Linked DNA regions of Mus musculus: regions 2, 3, 4, 5 and 6 are each linked to region 1. A link is a contact called in public promoter capture Hi-C data. All regions are on one chromosome and are shown on one strand. The core of a region is the stretch at or near the end of the contact, and the rest is flanking DNA. Distances in the headings are between cores, read along the strand shown.

Region 1 (3,801 bases), core at 622-3,121:
GTTTTGTTTTGTTTTAAAGACATGCATGGTCTTACAATGTAGTCCAGGCTGGCCTCGAACTCACAGACATTCAACTTAGCTCCAGCATGATTACTCCTGACTTGCTTTTGTCGATTTCTGTAGGACCCCCTGACTGAGGCTGGGATGCCATGCGGCATTAAGATCTGTCCATCAACAAAGGGGGACAACAGAGCCTCTTACAGCCGCTCAGCTAGCTTGTCCAGAACAACGTCACCAGCCTCCAGCTGCTTGCGCCTCAACCGCTCCTGTAAGTCTGGAAAGGGACGCAGGGCTGGCACATCCTCAAAGCGCAGACTCTGTGCGGCTTGCAGCTGCTCAGCCAGGTTACTGAGAGAGGACAGGAGGGGCGAGCAGTCCTGCAGGGTGCTCTGCCACAGGTTCTGCTGTTCCTCCACCACAGGGAAGCACTTCCTCAGGGCCTCCTGCACAACCAGCAGAGGCTGGTCATGAGCCATTTTCTGGGAAAAAATAAACAAAACAAAAGGGAGTCAGGGTACCAGAAGGGAGGGCCTGCATCAAGGCTGCGTCATTTCCGACCTCAGGAGAAGACCAGCTGTTGGTCTTCAAATAGTCCCAAGGCAATAATGAAAGGTAGGGAGACTTTGGGGGACACAAACAAGAACTCCTAGTCCTGGAAGTGGGCTGACACCTTCAGCCAACAATGAAGGAAGAATTCCTGCAAGTACACTTACCAACTGTGAACAGCCTTTCTTCCTTCCTGCTGTAAATCTTCCATGTTCTAGAAATCTCACCAGGAATCCCATTTACAGAGAAAGGACACACACTACCCCATTTACATCTGTAGGATTTAATACCATCAAAGAATCTTGAAAGCCACCTCACTTACTTCTCTTATCAAACAACTTCTTGTTTGAAGGGAGTCACAAGGGTTTTTAGAAACCCTTTTGAGATGTAAACTGAAAGCCACCAAAATAAGTAATTGTGGCTAATGTAACATGACTTTAATTCCAGCCCTCTGGAAGCAGAGCCGGGTTTTGGGTTTGAGGCCAGCCTGGTCTCAAGAAACTGGGGGAAAAGAAAGAAAATCAACTGCTGATCTCCCTAGAGAATCTCATACCCACGTGGCTATGTCTAACTTTCTGAGATTCTCTGAGGAGCATGCAAGTGTCTTTTATGCCTAGGTGCCTGCCTCTCTCTCTTAATTCTTGTGCTTATGCCTGTATTTAAAACAGCCATAGGCTGGGAGTTGTCGAATGCATCTTTAATCCTAGCACTGGAAAGACAGAAACAAGCAGATCTCTGTGAGTTCGAGGCCAAACTAGTATACACAGAGACTTCCAAGATAGCCAGCGTTATATGGTGAGGCCCCGTAGCAAATATGTTCATGTAACTCTGCTTCATAAATCAGCTAGTGCTGAGTTCTTTTCAGCGTCAGGGCCATCAACTGAGCTCAGCTAGTGCTGAGTTCTTTTCAGCGTCAGGGCCATCAACTGAGCTCAAGTCCTTAAAAGGCTAGGGCAACTCCCCACGCTGCAGAGTGGAGCTGTGTCTCTGTCTTGTAACCGCGGACACTCAAGAATATTGATTCTGGCGGTCCTCTTACCTTCTCTCTGCAGGAAGACCGTTGCTTCGGGTCTTCCGAAGGGGTTTCTTCACGACAGGGCAATCTGCTTTAGACTGCGAGTCTCTGGGGTCTGTCTGTTCCGGGACCTGTGCTTCTGGAGTCAGTCTTGTCGCCTCTCTTTAAGATTTCCAGCCCTAAATCAACAGGAAAACGTAAATCCTGCGATGTCAACGCTGAGTACATCAAAAACTACACCGCGCTTATTCACAAGAACGAACTCACCACTCTACTTCCAGTTAGCACGACTCTGGAGTCGCGAAAAGATGGCGTGTGCCGCAATGACATCTGGGCATTGAAGTCCTCCATGAGGATTGGCTGGCGGAAGGAGAAGAAGCTTTATTGTGATTGGGCGTGGTGAGAACCGTCCTAAGACGGCGATTTGCTATTGGCTAGGCTGTGCCCGTTGAGTTTGAATTGGGTGGCGGTTAACCGAGGAGCCGCCCGTCCCTTAGTTGGAGCTGTGAGGGTTCCTCAGACTGTGTTTTGGGACCTGCAGGTAGGTTTCGGCAGAGTTCTGGAAACCTAGACTCCAACGACTGAACTTTCTCAGCTCTCCGACCGCTCACACCCTCTCCCCGTCTCAGTCGCGGAGCCGGCTGCTTGGCCCCTCGCTCGACGCAGCCAGGCGCCATGGCTCCCAAGAAACGCAGCAGCCGCGGAACCAGGACCAACACGCTGCGGAGCCGGAAGCTCGCCTCCTTCCTGAAGGACTTCGACCGCGAGGGTAAGGGGTGGATTCGCGTGATCGTGGGTTTTGGGTGGGTTGGGACGCGGATGCGACGGCTTCGCACACCTGACGCGGGATCCGTCCGCTTTCACCTCTTTGCAGTGCAAGTTCGAACCAAGCAAATTGAGTCCGACAGACAGACCCTCCTCAAGGAGGTGGAAAATCTGTACAACATCGAGATCCTTCGGCTCCCCAAGGCGCTGCAAGGGATGAAGTGGCTTGACTACTTCGGTAAGAGCTGCTAGCGTTTTCCCCGTGACCAACGAGTGCTTATCTTGAAAGCTTATTGTAGGGACTCATTCAGATGTCCCCTTCTTAATAAGGTCTAAAATAACCACCGGTAGGAAATTGCCATCTGTCATAACTTATAAAAGAATGGTGGGCCCATAGGAAAGAAGTAGGCATGAATTACCCTTCAGATGAGCGCTATTAGGACAGTGCATCTCACCTTCACGTTTGAATGGGAGAGCTTTAGAAGAGATATACCAGAAATAGAATGATGGAGGCCTGAAGGAAGAGGGGCGAGGCCGAGATCTCAAATCTATAGTACAAAGTGAGCTGATAATTGAAGGTTTTTCAGGGGTTGGGGGAGGCTGTTCCGCACTGACATGACCTAACCTATGCTAGCCTACCTGCCAATAGGCAGGGATGCAGTCGCTCAGTAGGACAGTAAGAGTTGTCCTGCAGCTTAACAGCGGAGGGAGAGGACTGTAAGAGCAGGACGCATCATGTCTTCTCAGCATCTCTGTATCCAGGGGGAGTGTTTTGGGAGAACACATCCATCTTTTGGGGAGACCCTACTGCTCAGCCCCACTGGAAACTGCCTGCCATCCAGCCAGGCCAGTGGTAGGCAAACCACTGTCCTTAGCAGGCCAGGTAACAAACAGTCTTGAGTTCTGGAACTGCATTTCTGTTACAGTTCCAAAAGAGCCGTGATGAGTTTGATTTCTGGGCAAACTGAAATGTCAATTTCACATAATTTTCACACATCCGGGAAATACTTGTACAAACTCAGCCTTCTAAAATGAATGAATAAATTAAGAGAAAAATTATTTGTTTTTTGTCAGAGCTCATTTCGGACAGTATCCTCAAACAGCTCTGTCTTGTGAACTACAAAGATAGGAGTAGGCCGGGCAGTGGTGGCGCACGCCTTTAGTCCCAGCACTTGGGAGGCAGGGCAGGTGGATTTCTAAGTTCGAGGCCAGCCTGGTGTACAGAGTGAGTTCAGGGACAGCCAGGGCTATACAGAGAAACCCTGTCTCGAAGAACCAAAATAAAAAACAAAAACAAAAGACAAATCACAAATCATCACGGCCAAATAAATTAACGCAAGCGTTTTCATTAGTGTATGCAGGCTGCCTCCCCCTACGGCTGGGTTTGAGAGATCGGCATTGGATGTGAGGAAGTCAAGTCTCTTACAGCTCAGTGGTTGGGTGGGGGGGGGGTGCGTCTTCAAATGGGGGATTTA
Region 2 (3,727 bases), core at 326-2,825, 1.1 Mb before region 1:
GGAAAGGCCCCTTGTGGGTGGGACCATCTCTGGGCTGGTAGTCTTGAGTTCTATAAGAGAGCAGGCTGAGCAAGCCAGGGAAGGCAAGCCAGTAAAGAACATCCCTCCATGACCTCTGCATCAGCTCCTGCTTCCTGACCTGCTTGAGTTCCAGTCCTGACTTCCTTTGGTGATGAACAGCAGCATGGAAGTGTAAGCCGAATAAACCCTTTCCTCCCCAACTTGCTTCTTGGTCATGATGTTTGTGCAGGAATAGAAACCCTGACTAAGACAGTGTCCTAATCGGAGGGCCCCAACGTGTTCTGCCTAGGACTTGGTCTCCATTTAGACAGGAGTGGAAGGTTGTCGGCAATTTTGAGGAGAGACATACTAGACATATTTGCATTTTATAAAGCCCCACTAGACATATTTGCATTTTGTAAAGCCCCTGGTAGCAAGGCTGGGAATGAATGGAAGGGAGTGGTCCAGAGGGTTCTCTTGTCTGTTTACGTATGCACTTACACAAAATCAGACACACCATCTGAATGTGCCTGTTTAACATCAATGGAGGGGACATAAGCTGTTGGGAGGAAATCGAGCTTTCATTAGTGTTCAGTTGTCCTTTAGATAAATGTTTACTCCTCTGCCTACAAATACAATAGCCCAGCAAATTTGGTGAACAAAGTTGTTTGCTGAGAAGTAAGATAGACTGGCAGCGTGTTTTGGGTGGTCGTTTCTCTCTGCACTACACATGGCATAATTTTGCATTTTATAAGCCTTCCAAAAGTATTTTCACAATTGCAACCCCTTCCAACACTTGCAAAATCAAGAAGCATGTTTTCGTTCTTATCTATATTATTTTGGGGCCCTACATTTCTAGAAATGGCTTCTGAAATGAGCATGACCAGGCTTCTGCTTACGTAGGAGGACAGAGACGCGGGCGTCCCCATCTGTTTTGTGGGGGTTAACGGATGGTTATACCTGCCAAAAGTATCTTGTCAACTGTAACTACTTTTGGAAATAGACAGATTTCCAGAGACTGGGAAATCGAGGGCTCAGGCACTGTAAGTATGTCCAATGTATTAGGCTTCTCTGTGGGGAAATGCTCTTTTGGAGAATTAATTTGACTCCGGAGGGCTTCCAACTGCATGGGCTCTGCGTCTTTTGAGAAAGATACCCGGCTGTCAAAGAGAAGTGCGCAGAGGCATCGGTTTGGCTATTGGGATGAGGGGAAGGGGGTCAGGTGCCGGTCGGCCTGGGTATCAGGACGGAGGTTGGAGGGGGGCTGGTGCTAGGCTGCGGTTCTGTATAGGGACATTTAGTGCGGTGAGGAAGGGAACAGATCAAGGCTGCGGGGGCGTTACTTACCTTTGCGGGCCTTGTCTCCGGGGATGTTCTGGGCCCTCAGTCGCTGGTCTAGGACGTAAAGCATCTCCCCGCCCAAGTTCAAAAAGAGCAGCGGCAGAGTCCGAACCGACATAGTGCCGGAAACCCGCAGGGTAGATGAAGGAAGAACCCCAGGGTTTGTGATTTAGCAGCCTGGAGGCCCCTACGCGTCCATAGCCCGGTTGCTGGGGCAACGCCGGGAACAGAAAGGCGAACCAATCACATGGTGGATTGATAGGAGGTGGCCGAAGACCGGCGCTTATTGGGTTAAGTGACAAAGATCGCTTCAGGGGATTGGTTCAAACGGAGGCGCGCACCTTTGGCCTCCCGGGAGCGCTGGTTTTGAGTTTTCCAGTTTAGCTTTGGTGTCGCCGGGAGCGTTCCAGCCAGCCGCGCGTATCTGCCGTGGCCCAGCCATCGCACCGGAAACTAGGAAAATCAACCCCAGCGTCTTCGGAGTCGTTCGCCTAGAGTCGTCTAGCGTCCCGGTCCGCCATGGCCTGCTGTGCTGCGGGCAGATTTGTGAACTATCTCCCAGGGACGTGCAGAGGAACCAGTGAGGTCATGGCAAGCGCCACGAAGGCATTCTGAGTTATTATAATCCCTCATCTCGATTAGTTATATCATTTGTCTCCTTTCTAACCCCTCCTGGAAGCGATGTTACGCCGGATTTACTACTCAGTGAGGCAACCCAGCCCGGCCCTCCTAGCAACTTAAGTAGCACCCTCGCGTTTCTTCACCTACGGCTGGACCTTTTCAGACGATTCGTCATCAGTGTTTCTGCTAAGCACTTCTCTCTCCAGCCACAGCAATCTTGAGACTTGAGCTTTGGAACCTACATCCACCTCCTTTAATAATCAGCCACTTCCTCCTTTTCCTTGTAGAATCCTCGCATTCCTTAATTCCCCTTTCTGCATTCCTACGTTCCTCTGTGTCACTGCTCTGATGCTGTTGGACTAAATTTCAAAAGGCGCCGCTTACAAAACACAGCTCATTCCTTCAATGTCTTCCTTCCTGCTTGTGGCATCCTCCACGTCACACCTTCTAGTCGTTTTTCTTTCCTCCCAAGAGCCAAACTTTTTAAAATTGTCTAGTACAACTTGAACCTTTTTGTTTTGTTTTGAAACAGGGTTTCTCTGTGTTGTCCTGGCTGTCCTGGAACTTGCTCTGTAGACCAGGCTGGCTTCAAACTCGGAGATCCACCTGCTTCAGGCTCTGGGAGTGCTGTGACCCGGCACATGAGCTTAACACCTCAGCCCCACCTGTAATAAACATCTTTATCTTCTGGTGGGCCTTATGCATTTTGTTATCTGCCCAGCTTCCAACACTATCTCAAGTTTTGGCAGAACACGGTCCCTTTCAGAGTTTGCCTCTGTGTACTGTCAGACTGGATAGGGTCAAGACAGAGCAGCAAGGTGTGGCTGCACTTGCCTTTGATCCCAGCACTTTGTAAGCAGAGTCCAGCCTGGTCTACATAGCAAGTTCTAGGACAGTCAGGACTGGGTCCCTGTCTTTAAAACCAACAAAAATCAGGCTGGAGAGATGGCTCAGCGGTTAAGATCACTGACTGCTCTTCCGAAGGTCCTGAGTTCAATTCCCAGCAACCACATGGTAGCTCACACCCATCCGTAACGAGATCTGGCGCCCTCTTCTGGAGTGTCTGAAGACAGCTACAGTGTACTTACATATAATAAATGAATAAATCTTTAAAAACAAAAATCCAAAACCAGAGAGAGCTAGGTTTGAACACTAGTCAGCTTTCAAAATTGGACAAGTTGTCTATGTTTCGTAAGCCTGTTTTCAATAGAAAATAGGACAGTGGCCGCAAAAACCTTTAATCTCAGCACTTGGAAGGCAGAGGCAGGTGGATTTTTAAACTCAAGGCCAGTCTGGTCTACAGAGTTCCAGGACAGTCTGGAACCCCCTTACCTTCCCCTCCTCCCCTACAAAAAAATAGAAAGGCAGCCGGCTTGAGGAATAAAGGATTTAAGTATCAGGCAATATTGAAGTGCCCATGGCTGCATTTAAGAGTGCCTTCCCTGCAGGCCTGATCCACTGCTGTGGCGTTCTCTCCCAAGGCTGGTGCCTGGTCCTGTAGCACAGGACCTCTACACAGGTCTCCATCTCATTAAGGCCTCCCTCAGTGTTCCTGGAGGTGATAACCAAACAGTCCAGCTTCACTTCTGATTCTATCCACTCACCTCCTCCTCCATCTCAGAGATGATCTCAATTTTCCCATCCTCACATGGCCCATTTTTTTTTTTTTTTTTTATTACATATCTTCTCTTGGCGATTAAACTTTTGGAGAAAGGGTTTCATGTAGTCTAGACTGGCCTCAAAGTAGCCATGCAACTCAAGATAG
Region 3 (3,298 bases), core at 240-2,739, 1.2 Mb after region 1:
GGCCTTCACAGTGGCATAAGGAGAGGGGTGGGTTGGAAAGGGTGGCCATCAGTTCCGTGCCATTAGAACTTTGTGAGTATGGTTCACTACTTCCATAATGAGCCAATATTTGACTGGACACAGGCTGAGTGCTCAGAAAACTTTAATTGAACTGAAACCAGTTTCATATGGGACATCCAGCCGATGGAAGGGGGTGAGTGGAGCAAGTTGGAGTGATTGAATGAAATTAATAAATTGTGGACTCTCTTACTAGGGTTTCTATTGCTGTAAAAAGACTTGTGACCATGGCAACCATTTAATTGGGGCTGGCTTACAGTTTCAGAGGTTAGTCCACTATCATCATGGCAGGAAGCATGGCAGCATGCAGGAAGGCATGGTGTTGGAGAAGGAACTGAGATTTCTACATCTTGATCAACAGGCAGCAAAAGGAGACTAATCCACACTAGGCTTGACTTGAGCATAGGAGACCTCAAATCCCTCCCCAAAAGTGACACACTTTCTCCAACAAAGCCACACATACTCTCACAAGGCCACCCTTCCTAATAGTGCCACTGCCTATGAGGCAAGCATTCACACACGTGAATCTATGGGGGCCATTCCTATTGAACCCACCACATGGACTTCGGGAATTTTCTCCAGAAACTGTTCATTCGCAGGCACAGCATCTGTCTTATAGGCCAGGCCAGCCTTGAACTCAAGAGGATACATCCTCCTGTCTCAGCTTTCTGATTGCTTTGGTGCAAATGTCAGCTAATACATCAAAGAACGTTTTCATCATGTCACAGTATAAAGAAGTCCCTATAGTAACTCTATAGCTGTTTGTTTGTAACAAGATCTCACTATGTAGCCTTAGTTGGCCTAGAACTCATAGACATCCACCTGTTTCCGTTTCTTAATTTCTGTGATTTAAAGGCCTGAGCCACCACGTTAGGCACTATTATCTTTCTTTTAAGATTTACTTTATGTGCGAGAGTTTTGTCTTCATGTATGTGCACCATGTGTGTGCTCCTGGTATTGCTGAGGTTAGAAGAACTATGTTGGGTCCCCTGAATCTAGAGTTAAACCGAGGACCTCTCCCAGATCAACAAATGCTCTTAACCTCTGAGCTGTCTCTCCAGCCCGGCTATTATGTTTATTACCAAAAAGGGAAACTGCCACCGTGAAACTGGGAAACAGTCACACAAGTTTTGGGGTCACGGCACACGAGCTTTAATCACCACATTTCCTTGGGGTGAGGGAAGCACTACTCTTTCTCGAGTGTGACCTTGCTCAAGTAGCACAACAATCAACGGTCACGACAGTGCTGAAAGGGAGAACTCACTACCGGGCGCAGTAGTATGGGGAAAGTCGGTTTATCAGCTGTCAGCGTCTGGAGGCTGGGCTGCTTGCTGCGCAGGCGCAGACCCGCTGTGCTTGGTTTCTACAGTTCCTCGGCCGGTGGTTGATTTACGGCGTCGCTCTGGAGATGTCGTGCTGCGGGCGTCCTTTACGGCAGGCGTCTGCGTCCTCCCGCAGCCGGCGGTCGGGAATTGCACCAGGGACCTGACAAGGGCACTGCAGAGGTGCGGTAGGCGCTGCTGTGTCCGCACAGCCAAGAAGTTTCGTTCAGGATTAGCTCCTTGACACATTTCCTCTCTCTGTGGGTGGCCCAGGTCTGGGCGTGTCCTCCTGCCTTCCCTTCACCCCGTAACTAGGTCGTCACCCCCACCCCCGGCCCTCCGGAGCAAATCCACCGTCTGCCGGACTCCTGCCTTGGCCTCCTTCCTACCCTGACATCCCGCTCCTTTTTGTTTTTGTTTTGAGACAGGGTTTCTCTGTGTAGGCTGGAATTCACTCTGTAGACCAAGCTGGCCTTGAACTCACAGAGAAGCATCTGCCTCTGTCTTCCAAGTGTTGAGATTAAAGGCGTGCACCACATCCTGATTTTGGTCCCCAGAGCCCTCTACTTTCTTCCTGTTGTGCACTTGGCTCAGCAGCCGCTCCAGAGCCTCTGTCCGTCCTCATTGTCATAACTTCTGTTGTCTATGTTTGTGTGTGTGTGTGTGTGTGTGTGTGTGTGTGTGTGTGTGTGTGTGAGAGAGAGAGAGAGAGAGAGAGAGAGAGAGAGAGAGAGAGAGAGCGAGAGAGAGAGCGATGTAGATCCTCCTCTGGGACTTTTTCTATTCTCCCAATGGCTTCCTCCCCCGAATTCTTACTCAGGTTCCCAGTGTGGGTCTCCAGTGCTTATGATGAGCCGTTTCCCCCATTTGCCTCTGACATACACAGTAAATGACTAAAAGAATGGGAGGGAGCTTTATAAATTAAATTCACCTAAATGTCCGCGTACAGGATGGTTTTGATGTGGGTGCTGCGCTTGCTTTCCATTCTTAAGCACATTTGTCGTTTGGGATTATTTTGTTCTATGTCAACTTTACTATGTATTTTCCATATGTTCTTTTTGCTTAATGTATGTCATATTCTACTGAGCACCAGAATCTATCCACTGCTTTATAGTTGTACGTGTAAGTTGTTTGAGATTTCCTGATTTTTTTTATTTTTTTACAAAATTTTAATTTGACTTGTTCATTTATTTTTAGCAGTTAACTAGCATCTGCTCGATTTTGCTCTCAAAACAAAAGCAGTAGGAAAAACATAGAAGTAAATAGACTGTTACAGTAATGGACGAAGTACTTTTGGGGGGGGGGGTTCGAGACAGGGTTTCTCTGTGTAGCCCTGGCTGTCCTGGAACTCACTTTGTAGACCAGGCTGGCCTCGAACTCAGAGATCTGCCTGCCTCTGTCTCCCAAGTGCTGGGATTAAAGTCATGTGCCACAACTGCCCGGTGGACAAAGTACTTTTTAAAGTTTTAATTATGTGTGGATGTATGACTGTGGGCATGTGAGTGTAGCTACTCCGTGAAGCCAGACACATCATACGGCCCTGAAGCTGGAGCTGCAGCTACTTGTAAACCACCCAAAGTGGTTGCTGAGACTCCAGCTCGAGTCCTCTGCTAAAGCAGCATGCACTTTTAACCTCTAAGCCATCTCTCCAGCCTAGGACAGACTACTTCTATAAAAGGAGAGACACAAGAGAGTGTCCAAAGACACGTGTCATTTAGGTTGGGATGGAAAGAATGTATAGAACAATGTAAATAAATAGTGTGCTTATATTATTTCTCATTTTTCTTTTTTGGGGGAGAGTTGTTGTTTTGTTTTGTTTTTTGTTTTGCTTTTAGTTTGTTTATTTGAGTCAAAACAATTTTTTTCACCCTTGAAAAAAATAACCTTATACATAGAAAGAAAAAAAATTAATTTGGGTT
Region 4 (3,462 bases), core at 22-2,521, 1.3 Mb before region 1:
TCTGAATTCAGAGTATCCTGCATATGCATCCTACCACTGAGTTACCTCCCAAACCTGATGTGAGCCCCACACCCCACGTCCCCAACACTCTGTGTGTTAAAAATAGTTTCAAGTAGTAGCTTCAAGTAGCCTACGCTGGCCTCCATCTTATCTCGGGCTAAGGACAACCCTGAATTCCTGACCCTTTTTCTCTACCATCCGAGGGCTGGGATTACAGGCATGCATGAGCAAGCTTAGTTTACGTGGTGCTGGGAATTCAACTCAGGGCCTTGTGCATGCTAAGCAGACACTCTACCAACTGGAGCTACAGTTCCGCTCCCAGATGTTCAGTTTGAAACTCCAAAGCAAAGGCACAGCATGGGCAGTTCTGCAAAAGAATACACTAAAAACAAACAAACAAACAAACAAAAAACACTTGACAAGAAAGCCTCTTTCCTTGGGATTCGGAGAAAATTGATATCCACCTGACTCTCCAGACCCAGTCCAGCCCAGCCCAGCCTTTTGGGATTATATCCTGTCCCACTACTCCCAGGTTAGGGAAGGAACCACAGTTATCCTCTCAACCATTACAGGGGCCACTGAATACTTAGGCCGGCTCACTCCTTAATGTTAGATGGCAAGTCCCCTTCTGACAAGACCACTGTCTAAGTCTCACAATGCCTAAAGCATAGTGAAAAGCTGAAATATTCACTGTAGAAATGGAGGGGCATGGGTTTAAATCCTAACTCTTCCGAAGTGTAAATCTGGATGTCCCATAAACTTCACTGAGCTGTAAAACGCCATAACATTATCCACCTAGAAGAGGTTACCTTGTGATAATGACATAATGGAAGCAATAGCCTAGCACCAAACGCACAGTAAGAGATCAGTAAATGGTTGGTACTGTTATTGATTACCGTCGCTGTTGTTGGTTTAGCACTCGACCCCGAGAGACCTGGGTGTAGCGGGCGGAGGGGCAACTCAGGGGTCCCCCCAAGCTGCCCCAGCGCCGGACGCCTAGGGAATGACCCACACTGGGACTTCCCCATCCCACAGCTCACAGCAGGACTCATTTGACAATCACTTGGAGCGCCAGCACCAGGCCCCTTCCCAGGAAGCTTCGATTCCGCCCGGCCCGCCGGGTCACGCGCTCAGTTACCATTTTCTTGCTCTCCGTGCCACGGTTCGCCTGCCTCGACATGGTGCCCACCGTTCAGTGCCGCCTCACCTCACCTCCTCACAACCCAGATCCCAGACCCCGGGAGTCGCCGATTCAACCCAGCCGCGGCCCCTCAGCGTCTAGGACTGACCGGCCCCTCCTCACTGCGCCTGCGCGGTGTGGCGCAGAGGACCCCGGGACTTGTGGTTCGGCTGACCAAAGTCAGACTACAGCATCCGGCAGTTCTACCCGGAAGTCCCACCCGTGATTCAGCTCGAGCTGCAGCTCCGGAATGCTACCAGCGCCCGGGTGGCTGCACCATTATGGCCGCTAGGTGGCATCCGCACCTTGTGGTAGTCCTACATTGTCCACAGAGTGTCCTTATTTTCCTCCCCCACGACTGGCACTGTGATGTTCTGCAAATTCTTCTCTCTCCCAGACTGGTCTTGGAAAGTCCCTATTTCGAACTGTTTTCTGTTGCTGCAGATCAGCTCCAGAAGCGCCCAGGATGTCCTGAAAAACTAGCGATGGCTCACACAGAGGTCTAAAGTTCATTATAAAAAGTTTGCATGACCACATATTCTATGTCAGGATAGTTAACGGCTTTCTCTTTCAACTGCCATCTGTTCCCAAACCCCAAACACAGCCAAGCCCTGCATCCTTACACTTGTGGCCTTTTTAACAAATCCAAATCACTTACCGTCCCTTCTCTAGAACAGCTACCCTGCCTAGTTCCCAGAAAAACCAAGATGCCGGCTGTGGTGGCACTCAGTGCCGAGTTCTAATCCCAGGCTTGCCATCTGAGGCCAGATGCTGAAGTTCTTTCAGTTGCTGTAAATATTAATGAGACATGAGCACAGATCGTGGGCACAGAAAAGGCACAGAGGAAATGTGATTCCCTTCGAGCTACACTATCAAGACAGTCCAACAGATCCAAACACAGCCCAACAATCGTTGAGGAATGTGCTAGCTGACCAAACCCTTCTTACCCTTCACAGAGGCAAAGCCCTGTCATCACTGACCACAGCCCTTTGGATTTGGCTCCGGCCGTCTCTCCTTAGTGGTCAGCCCTGTGGGCACTGTGCTTGGAATTCAGGTCTCCTCGCTTCAGCCTGCTTGTCTGTCTCTGCAGCAACTATATACTGTTGTGTACCACCCGGCCTTCACCATGACAACTGCTCTGTCCAGATACTGAGCCAGCTAGGCTAGGAGAAGGCTGGAGGGGGGCAAGGGTTTCTCCCAGTCTTTCCCTGAGGTTATAGGACCAATCATTATTATAGCCTTCTCCCTGTAGTACAGACATTCCGGGGCCTCCCTAGAGGCAGAGATCCCTGACTCTCCATCCTGTGGCACGACCTCAGGAGGCTGCATGAGGGTCTCTAGAAGGGAGCAGAAGAAGAAGACAGAAGTCTGTAGCCTTGGGAGAGTAGCAGTGAGGCTAGTCCAGAGCCTCCTTCATTCCCAGGAGAGGGGACAGCTGAGGTGAAAACAGCAGTTGGCCAGCCTGTCAGTCGGTCTGGGCTCCTCCCTGCCGGCTGCCTTGGCTGCCCACAGAAACCTGAGTCACAGTCACAGGCAGCCGCCTGACCCCACCCAGCCTGCTGTCAGGCAGGGCGGTTCTGGACAGACTGGAGGTGGAGCCTCTCCTTGACTTCTCACGGACTCATTATCCCCCCTCTCTGCCTCTGATTCCCGAACTTGGCCCTGCCTTTTCTTTGGGACAGTTCTCCGAGTCATCAGTTTTGAATTAAGGGTGGGGGCGGGGCACATGTATTGATCTGTAAGGTCTCATCCTTGCTCAGACTGCAACCTGAAAACTCCTTGGGGTGGCTGTCAGGGATCAGGAGTAGAGCGCATGCTTTGTATGGGCAAGGCCCTGGGTCTCATCTCCAGCACAAACAAGACAGAACTCCCTACACAGCAGGCCCCAAGTTCTTGGACTTCTCCCTTCAATTTTGAATTCCAGCCCCTCCCTCTCCCTCTCTACCACCTGTAGGGAGTAAGACTTTTAGGAAACCAGATATCCCTCCCGACCCTCATCTCCTGTTCCCTAGAAAAGAAGGCAGTAAGAGTGGAACGTAAGAAATTCAAGGTCATTCTCAGTCAAACAGCGTGTACAAGTCCAGCCTGGGCTACAAGAAGCCCGGTCTCAAAAAAAAAAAAAAAAAAAAAAAGAGAAAGGAAGGAAGGAAGGAAGGAAGAAGGAAAAAAAAAAGGAAATTGGAGAAGAGACCCCAGGACCAGTTGTTTCTCATCCCTAGTAGGAGCTTGAAAAAAGACTTCCTCTAAGACACCCAAAGGCTTGACCTCTGTAGTACAGATTT
Region 5 (3,844 bases), core at 1,158-3,657, 1.0 Mb before region 1:
TTTGCTCAATACCTTCCATGCCTCTCATGGTGCCTGAAACTCACTGTGGGTTGAACGAATGCATGCATGCATGCAGTAGACCAATGGTTCTCAACCTGTGGGGCCACAACTGCCATAGGGGTCACATATCAGATATCTGCATATCAGATATTTACATTATGATTCATAATGGTACAGAATTACAACTATGAAATAGCAACAGAATAATTTTGTAGATGGGGGTCACCACAACATGAGGAACTGTGTTAAAGAATTGTAGTGTTAGGATGCTTAGCCACTGTGACAGACTCTCATGTGGGTTTCAATTCATTCATATGGACATTCATTCATTCATTCATTCATGATTACCTACTATGTATTTTGTCTCAGAGGGGAAACTGGGAGGGTATGTGTGTATGTATGCATACATTCATGCATCTGTGCGTGCATGTGTGTGCATGCGTGCACATGTGTGTGTGTGTGTACATGCCTTGGGGACTCTCTCCCATTGCCTGAGACTGGTGGGTTTCTCTATTGCAGAGGAAAATAAGGGTGGGGCTGGTCATCGCTGTTGTTTATTTTTTCTGAGAGCAAGCACATGGCCCCTGCCCCCAGCGCTGGCAGAGAAGTCGATAGCAATGGATTAAACTGCGAGAGGAAGGCCGAGAGCACAATTGGAAGAAAGATAAAGATAATTAAAACTAATTCTAACTTCTCTCAGAGAAATCAATTTCATAACTTCTCTGCGTCCCTAAACTTCTTCCTGAGGCTCTGCAACACTGAGCAAAGGTCACAGGTGTGAGGCATGCAGACACAGGTACATGTATGGAGGTTTGTGTTTGCATATGTGTGCCTACGTGGCTTCCTACATGTGTGCATGCTTGTATGTACACATGTATACTTTACATATGTCGTGGCACATGTGAATGTATTAGATAGAGATTCATCTAGGTTTCCAAAGGCTCATACACAGAGGTGAGCATACAGCCTCACCTTTGACCCTAGAAGAACAGGTATGTAAGGGCCAATGTTAGAGAGGCTGGGAAGGATTAGTCCCAGAGTTCTTTGTTTCTGTAGACTGCCTGAGACTTGCCAGGAACCACAGCAGCCAAGGAGTCAGGCTGGGGCTAGACTGCTGGCCCAGGATTTCTTGTCCTCTTGGGGAGTCTCTGGCCATGTAGGGGAGGCAACAGGGAGTAGAAGGTCTCATCCCACCCTCCATAAGATCAGCTCCTCACCTTGCCTGCTCATGCATCCTTCAAGCTCAGGCTGCACACCTACTATGTGTCAGGTCCTGTGGGGTCTCTAGCTTGGTTGGGTTGGGGTGTTTACTGCTGTGGGGCTGTCTGGCAGCACTGTCTGGCTGTGGGGACTGGAGAATGGTGCTTTGTGTCTCCCACTGACAGCTTCTAAAACTGAGACCAGGGAAGAACTCCCCAAAGAAGCACAGGCTCTCAGGCGCCATTATTCTTGGTTCTAGATACTTGTTATTATTGCTGTCATAGCTGGTCACTTCATACAAGGAGCCCATGGTTTGTCTCCCAGGGAACTTCCTGGTGTGTTCCCCGGAGGAAGTGGACCAGGCATGGGGTCATACCCACAGTCTCCAATCTTGTTGAGTATGCTCAATTCAGGGTCCGATCTGCACAGACCCGGGCACCCAATAGGTCCTTTCCCGCTAATGTGGACTCCCTCCAGTAATGGAGAGGATGAATGGAACAGGATGACAATTGCTCCAAAAAATGTGTCCCTCAACCCAAGGGACCCTTTCTTATCTTTAAAATAGGGGCAGTAGTGGAGTTGAAGCTCACTTGGTAGAGCTAGCACAGGGAGTGCCTGTGTTTGAGTCCCAGCACCACACAGACCGGGTGTGGTGGTAGAGGCCCATCATCCCACCACTAGGAAGGTGGAACAGAGAGCATCTGGAGTTCAAGGTCATCTTTAGCTACATGCTAAGTTTGAGGCCAGTTTGGGTTATTATGTCCCTGTCTCAAAAATAAAGTAAAACAAGACAAAACAGAGCAGGGCAATAGAATCGACATGGCAGATGCTGTAAGCTTAACACAGATACCAAGCCTACATGTGCTCCCCCACGCCCCCAGTATCCCCTTCTTGTAAGCTCTGAGCTGTCAGAAGAGAGTCAGCCATTGAACAAGGAGCCTGGAAAGCTTCATCCATGGCTACAGCTGCCCGGAAGTAAAAGGATGGATGAGATGCGGTCTCTCTGTGCCTCCGGGGCAGGGCAGGGTGTCTGTGTTCTTCATGCTGGGAATGGGGGACCCTTGTGGGCTTCATAACCTAATGTTAGTGCCTGAAGTTGCCAAAGACACCTCTAGATGGCAGCATTGGAGAGCCAGAGCAGGTGAGTGTGGCTAGGAGGGGGCTGGGTTGGAGCTGCCTGAGGGTAGCAGCCAACCCTGGGTCCCTATGTCACACTCTTCTCTACCCCTGAGGGCAGAGGTGGACTGGGTGCAGGTAAGAGCCACTCTGGGACTCCTGGATTGGGAAGGAGTCCAGTCCTTTCTCTTTAGAGAGTCTTCCTGGGCAGAACACAGGGCAGCCACCTCTTTTCAGAAAACCTGCACCCCCTTGGGAGCACCACAGTCCGGGTTCCTCTGCTGCTGTACCCTCCCAGTCCCTTTCTGGGATGGGGTGAGAAGGGCTCCCAGCATCAGGACAAAGGGTATCCAGGCAGCCCCCAGTATGAGCCAGCTTTAGAACTGCCTCTGCCTTGTCTCTTAGAATCTGTACTTTCCTTTCTCCAGGAATCCAGGGGGCAGCAGGTAGGAACACTCCACCTCCTCCTAGGGGTTCATAAAGATAGGGAGCTGGGGTCAGGAAGATATTTAAAGAGTAGGTTTCTTGGCCAATTCTCCATAGGGCTTATGCCTTTGGAGGGCATAGTAGCAGCTCCTGTTGGTCCCTCTGCAACCTCAGGTAGTGGCTGGGAGAAACCTCAGCCTTCCAGGAAACTCTACTGGAGCAACATGAAGTGAACTCGGCATGCGCAAAGCTGGAGGGTCAGCCAGCCTCCGGCCACGCCCCTAGGCAGTGACAACACCCAGGTCAAGGACACTCAAGCCTGAGTGTGCCATTGGCTCACTGTGGCCTGCAGCAGACCACGTCTCTCACACAGCAAACAATAGCAATAGCAACAACAACAACAACAACAACAACAACAACAACAATAATATATAATAATGGCTCCTGTCTACTGGATATGCCATTTTAAGCAAACTGTCTTATATCATACCAATGACTTTCCTCAGTGAAGACATAGGGACTCAGAGGGGAGAGAGTGACTTGGCCAGGGTTACACACTACATAGCAAGGACTCAGATCCAGGACAGCCTGAAGTCAATGCCTCTCAAATCCTTCATTGCAGGGAGTGTGACACCCCTGTCCCCAAGCCTCCCCAGGAGGCACGGGAGAAGTCAGCTGTTGTAGGTTTTTACTTTAGCCAAGAACAGCCTAGGATAGCTAGTTAAATTTGAGAATCAAATGACAAGTGAAAACTTAATATGTCCCACACAATATTTAGGACCCATGCTCAAATCCATAAAAGGTAGATTTGTTATTTATCCAGAAGCTCTGGAGAGGACAAAGCATTTTGCCCAGCACTTACTAAGTACTGAGCCAGAGGGGTGGGGTGAAGAGAGGGCAGGCAAGACATTATGTGTGGGGCCAAGCTCTGCCACTCAGTGTGACATAGGACAGCTACTTCCCTCTTGAAGGGACATGCTTGGATGAAGATGGCTTGAAAGTATCCAGAGATTGTGGCAACATGCGCTCTGTGTTGCTTGGTGGTGAGCGCAACCAGAAGCCAGCATTTCCCATACTCTCTCCTCACTCTCCAGCCAGCAGT
Region 6 (3,360 bases), core at 765-3,264, 1.2 Mb before region 1:
AGAAGAGCACTTTGGGGAGCACTTGAAGGGGTTGTCCACCTAGCACTGACCACACGGTGCCTTCTCAGCACAGGTCCAGTAGGTCTATACTCTCTTCTTGGAAGCATGTGATGGTCTCTGACGAAGTGTCTAGCTCTCTCACCCTCCTCAACTCCTCACAGAGAATGCGATCTAAGATACAGATCTAGTCCTGTCACTCCTCAGCTAAAAGCTTACTGGCCTCTTGTGCACTAGACACAAAGTTCCAAATGATCCATGAGATGTTCATTTTTTTTTATTAACTTATATTGCTTTACTTTGTGCCCTGTCGGCTTCCATACCACTCTACTGACACAGCTAAGGTTGTCTCTCTCTGACTCTCTGTACTTCTCTCCAAATAGCATCTCCCATTTTACATGACTAAGCCTCCCTCCCCCTTTCTGTCCTTCCAGTCACTATCCTCCTGTCACTACTGCTCAGGCTTCCCAGACTGAGCTAGCAGCTTCCCCACTGGGCTCCCTCAGCATTCAGTTTCTGTTGCTTTTGTAGATCACATTTCACCTATCTGCTTGCAGGTCAGTTTCCTCTAGCTGGACAGTGAACTAGTTCGGATAAGAACCTCTTTATTAGGTGTTAGCGCAACTCTCCATAATGACTCTTTTTACCATGGCCAGTGGTTTGCAAATGAGGACGAATACAAATGACCCAAGGTCGGGCAACCAGAAAGCAGCGGCACCAGAATCTGAATTTAAGGAGTCCAGAGCAAGGTTGACACACACTTTTAATCCCAGGCTTTAAGGAGTGAGCCTCCAAAGCCTACGAATACTACACAGCACTAGGCTCTACAGGCAGGGCCCTTTTGTTATGAGAAAAATGAATGAATGAATGAATGAATGAATGGGGACTATCTCTGGCAGAGATAGTCTAATCCACAATCAAATAACAGGGCCTTTAAGGAGGAACTCACAACGTTGTTTATAAATAAGGGCTATAGGATTTTGCTCTTCCTTATCTCATGCAAAACTACTCAGCCGAGAGGGAAAGGCGCCCAGCCCAGCGTGACTACCCTCTTCCTCAATGATTCTCAAAACCAGCAAAGCCAACCGGTTTCCTCCAGTGACTTAAAACAGAGCAAAGTCTATCCTGCCACCGAAGGTGGCTGTCAGCTCTTCCTTCTGCCAACAACCTGGGGGAGTGGGGGTGGACGGAGAAGCCACCGGGAATCCGAAAGCTCCTACCCAAGATTGAAAGGTGGGGCCAAGCATCGTAGGAATGGGCGGGCCTGACCAGGATGGCAGGTGAAACACTGACCACAGCAAGCTCTCCCACGGTGAAGACCGGCCCAACGTGGATCTGGCAAGCAGGTTGCTGTGACTCGCACCTGAACGCCGCCCAGGATGTGAAAATTCCCCAGCAGCGATGGTGTTGGTGCCAACGGGTGAGGGCTCCAGGAGGAAAACCTTGGCTGGCTCTCCTTGGGGACTCGTTCTAACTTTCAAGTCACTCTCTAGGTCAGGAGAGAAGCATGGAGAGGAGGAGCGGGTCTCTCTGGGAGAAAAACTAGAGCGGGCCAAACGCCGGCTGCTTCGATGACTGGTTGAGTGGGTCTGGGCAAGGCGAGCAGTGCCCATTTCCCAGGGCTGCGGCAAAAGACCGAGGCTCCCGGCAGCCGACGCCCCCGCTGCCGGGAAGGACAGACCTCCAGTGGCGGAGGGGGAATTCACTATAGCCGTTCTGGTCGCGCCGGTCAGCTTCGGGCTGTCACCGGGGTCCCTCCGCCACGGTGGCCCGCCCCGCCAGCACGCAGCCCCCACCCGGCTCCGCGTCCCGGGACCCCGAACTCACCTTTCCCGGGGAATCAGCGCTCCTTGCCCATAGTCCGCAGCCCAGAGTCGGGGCTGCTCGGCGCTCCGTCCCGGGGGCCGGGGCCGGGCCGGGGGCGTGGGAGCCGCTCACCGCCGCCTCCCAGCGCAGCCGCCAGAGCTGCCGCCGCCGCCTCCCTCCATGGCTGCGGCGCCGCCACCTGACAACGGAAGTGACGCATAGGCTCTCGGCCCCGCCTCCCGCCCCCTCGCCTGAGTTTGGGGTTGGTGCGCCATCTTCAGGATGGGCGGAAGCCTTCAGGCAGGAAGCCCAGATAAGATCGCCAATTGGTTCTGGGTGGAGTCTGGGTCGAAATCTGTAAAGTGATTGGACAGTCAGGGGGCGGTACTTACCGCTAATCTACATCTACAGTGGGACTGGGACAGAGGCGCCGGTCCGCCTTGGCTCTGCAGAACCTCACCGACTTATGCTCTCCTTGCTGGGGTTGGGGACGTCTCTAAGTGGTTGCAAAACCCGCCAACTGCACTGCATTCTTTAGAAAAGTAGTCTTTCTTTGCTCCCCATTTCTCGGCTTCTGGAAATTTGTGTGGGAAAGTGCTGAAGTTGGGTACAAGAGAAGTCAAGAATTGGCTGTCGCTACTGTCACAATTCATTTCACTTTAGGCCCTTCAGAAACCCCAAAGATGGCCAAGTTCATCTTGGACATCCCTAGAGTCTTGTCCAGGGAGATTGCAGTGAAGAGTTCCAATGAACGACTTCAGCCGGCTGTCTACCTCACTCCCTCCTGCCAGTTTCCGTCCTTTCTCCTCCTTCAGCAGCCACGCCCTCCATGAATCAGCTTCTTGCACCAGCAGATGAGCCCTTTAAAGGGATTGCATCAGTCTGGTGACTCACTGGGGGCCCTCGAAAATCCTGGCTTCCGTCCACTGCCGTGTAGAAGCGGCCAGAAGGGCTCGGTGGCAGCAGTACCAGCGGCCATAGTCCCACTCCTTTGTCTCAGAGTTAACAAGTGTACTTGATGACACTCTTCCCTCCCCTGGGTCATTCTGGATCCACGTGTAGACACACGTGGACACGACTAAGCCCTGCTAGGACACCGAAGGCTGGTCTTCATAATGAAGTCCCAGCCTGAATCCTTTCTTAATGTCTTTGATTGGCTTGGTGGCCATTCAGCTGCAGATAATGCTGAATAACTAGTAATGATACCAGCTCCTAAGGCCCTGTCTTATGCAAAATGAGGCACTTTTAGAGACCTGTTAACAAATGCAGAAGGTAGCACTCAGAGAGAGAGGGTAACCTCTGCCGTGACACCCAGCTAATAATGGCTGGGCTGTGGTTTGAAGAAAGTTTCGTGGGTTCCAAAAAGGCTAGAGCTTGAATCCCCATTGTATCACTTACAAACTAGGTAATTCAGTGTAAATCCTGGCTGCCCAAGTGGGGATAACACATTACACCAACCATGGGAGGACCCAAGGAGTTTCACATCCAGCTAACCACACCCTATAGATGCCCACTGGTCTCAGTCGGGGAACCTCTAGGAGGCACGTGACTCAAAGG

The links. Promoter capture Hi-C pulls out the DNA fragments that hold promoters and counts their contacts.
Region 2: a contact with region 1 is called in a promoter capture Hi-C map of liver, with 4 times the contacts expected there. The contact joins the promoter of Oscp1 here to the promoter of 9930104L06Rik in region 1. A contact is called at or near these places in 16 of 39 promoter capture datasets (the 3T3-L1 cell line, the C10 cell line, cranial neural crest and 9 more), 1 of 484 Hi-C or Micro-C datasets (B cells), 4 of 115 datasets of contacts at active chromatin or transcription factors (astrocytes, embryonic forebrain, embryonic stem cells and 1 more) and 1 of 9 other capture datasets (pancreatic islet).
Region 3: a promoter capture Hi-C map of pre-B cells shows a contact between it and region 1. The contact joins the promoter of Ndufs5 here to the promoter of 9930104L06Rik in region 1. A contact is called at or near these places in 3 of 39 promoter capture datasets (liver and pre-B cells).
Region 4: a promoter capture Hi-C map of pre-B cells shows a contact between it and region 1, with 4 times the contacts expected there. The contact joins the promoter of Trappc3 here to the promoter of 9930104L06Rik in region 1. A contact is called at or near these places in 7 of 39 promoter capture datasets (the 3T3-L1 cell line, the C10 cell line, cranial neural crest and 3 more) and 2 of 115 datasets of contacts at active chromatin or transcription factors (astrocytes and embryonic hindbrain).
Region 5: a promoter capture Hi-C map of liver shows a contact between it and region 1, with 2.7 times the contacts expected there. The contact joins the enhancer-like site here to the promoter of 9930104L06Rik in region 1. A contact is called at or near these places in 8 of 39 promoter capture datasets (the 3T3-L1 cell line, 3T3-L1-derived adipocytes, the C10 cell line and 3 more) and 1 of 115 datasets of contacts at active chromatin or transcription factors (embryonic stem cells).
Region 6: a contact with region 1 is called in a promoter capture Hi-C map of pre-B cells, with 4 times the contacts expected there. The contact joins the promoter of Stk40 here to the promoter of 9930104L06Rik in region 1. A contact is called at or near these places in 8 of 39 promoter capture datasets (the 3T3-L1 cell line, the C10 cell line, cranial neural crest and 3 more), 3 of 484 Hi-C or Micro-C datasets (B cells, embryonic stem cells and pre-B cells) and 2 of 115 datasets of contacts at active chromatin or transcription factors (astrocytes and extraembryonic endoderm stem cells).

Annotation. Positions count from the first base shown.
Region 1 is chr4:124,935,118-124,938,918 of GRCm38.p6, reverse strand. It overlaps 9930104L06Rik (RIKEN cDNA 9930104L06 gene), which reads right to left and starts at 1,871. Exons shown (of 5, transcript NM_177573.3): 1 at 1,586-1,871; 2 at 202-479. The coding sequence starts at 476. It overlaps Cdca8 (cell division cycle associated 8), which reads left to right and starts at 2,002. Exons shown (of 10, transcript NM_026560.4): 1 at 2,002-2,330; 2 at 2,436-2,564. The coding sequence starts at 2,237.
Region 2 is chr4:126,056,413-126,060,139 of GRCm38.p6, reverse strand. Oscp1 (organic solute carrier partner 1) reads right to left here and starts at 1,575. Exons shown (of 10, transcript NM_172701.3): 1 at 1,348-1,575. The coding sequence starts at 1,459.
Region 3 is chr4:123,716,377-123,719,674 of GRCm38.p6, reverse strand. Ndufs5 (NADH:ubiquinone oxidoreductase core subunit S5) reads left to right here and starts at 1,489. Exons shown (of 3, transcript NM_001030274.1): 1 at 1,489-1,562.
Region 4 is chr4:126,260,214-126,263,675 of GRCm38.p6, reverse strand. It overlaps Trappc3 (trafficking protein particle complex 3), which reads right to left and starts at 1,271. Exons shown (of 5, transcript NM_013718.2): 1 at 1,139-1,271. The coding sequence starts at 1,180.
Region 5 is chr4:125,940,629-125,944,472 of GRCm38.p6, reverse strand. No RefSeq gene overlaps it. Among named protein-coding and RNA genes, the nearest start is that of 2610028E06Rik, 20 kb to the right of the region's middle. Within about 2 kb of position 2,407, at least 13 of the 459 cell types and tissues checked have an H3K27ac peak or open chromatin away from gene starts, as enhancers often do. A contact at or near this core is called in embryonic stem cells and liver, where this site is marked.
Region 6 is chr4:126,102,611-126,105,970 of GRCm38.p6, reverse strand. Stk40 (serine/threonine kinase 40) reads right to left here and starts at 2,014. Exons shown (of 11, transcript NM_028800.3): 1 at 1,825-2,014.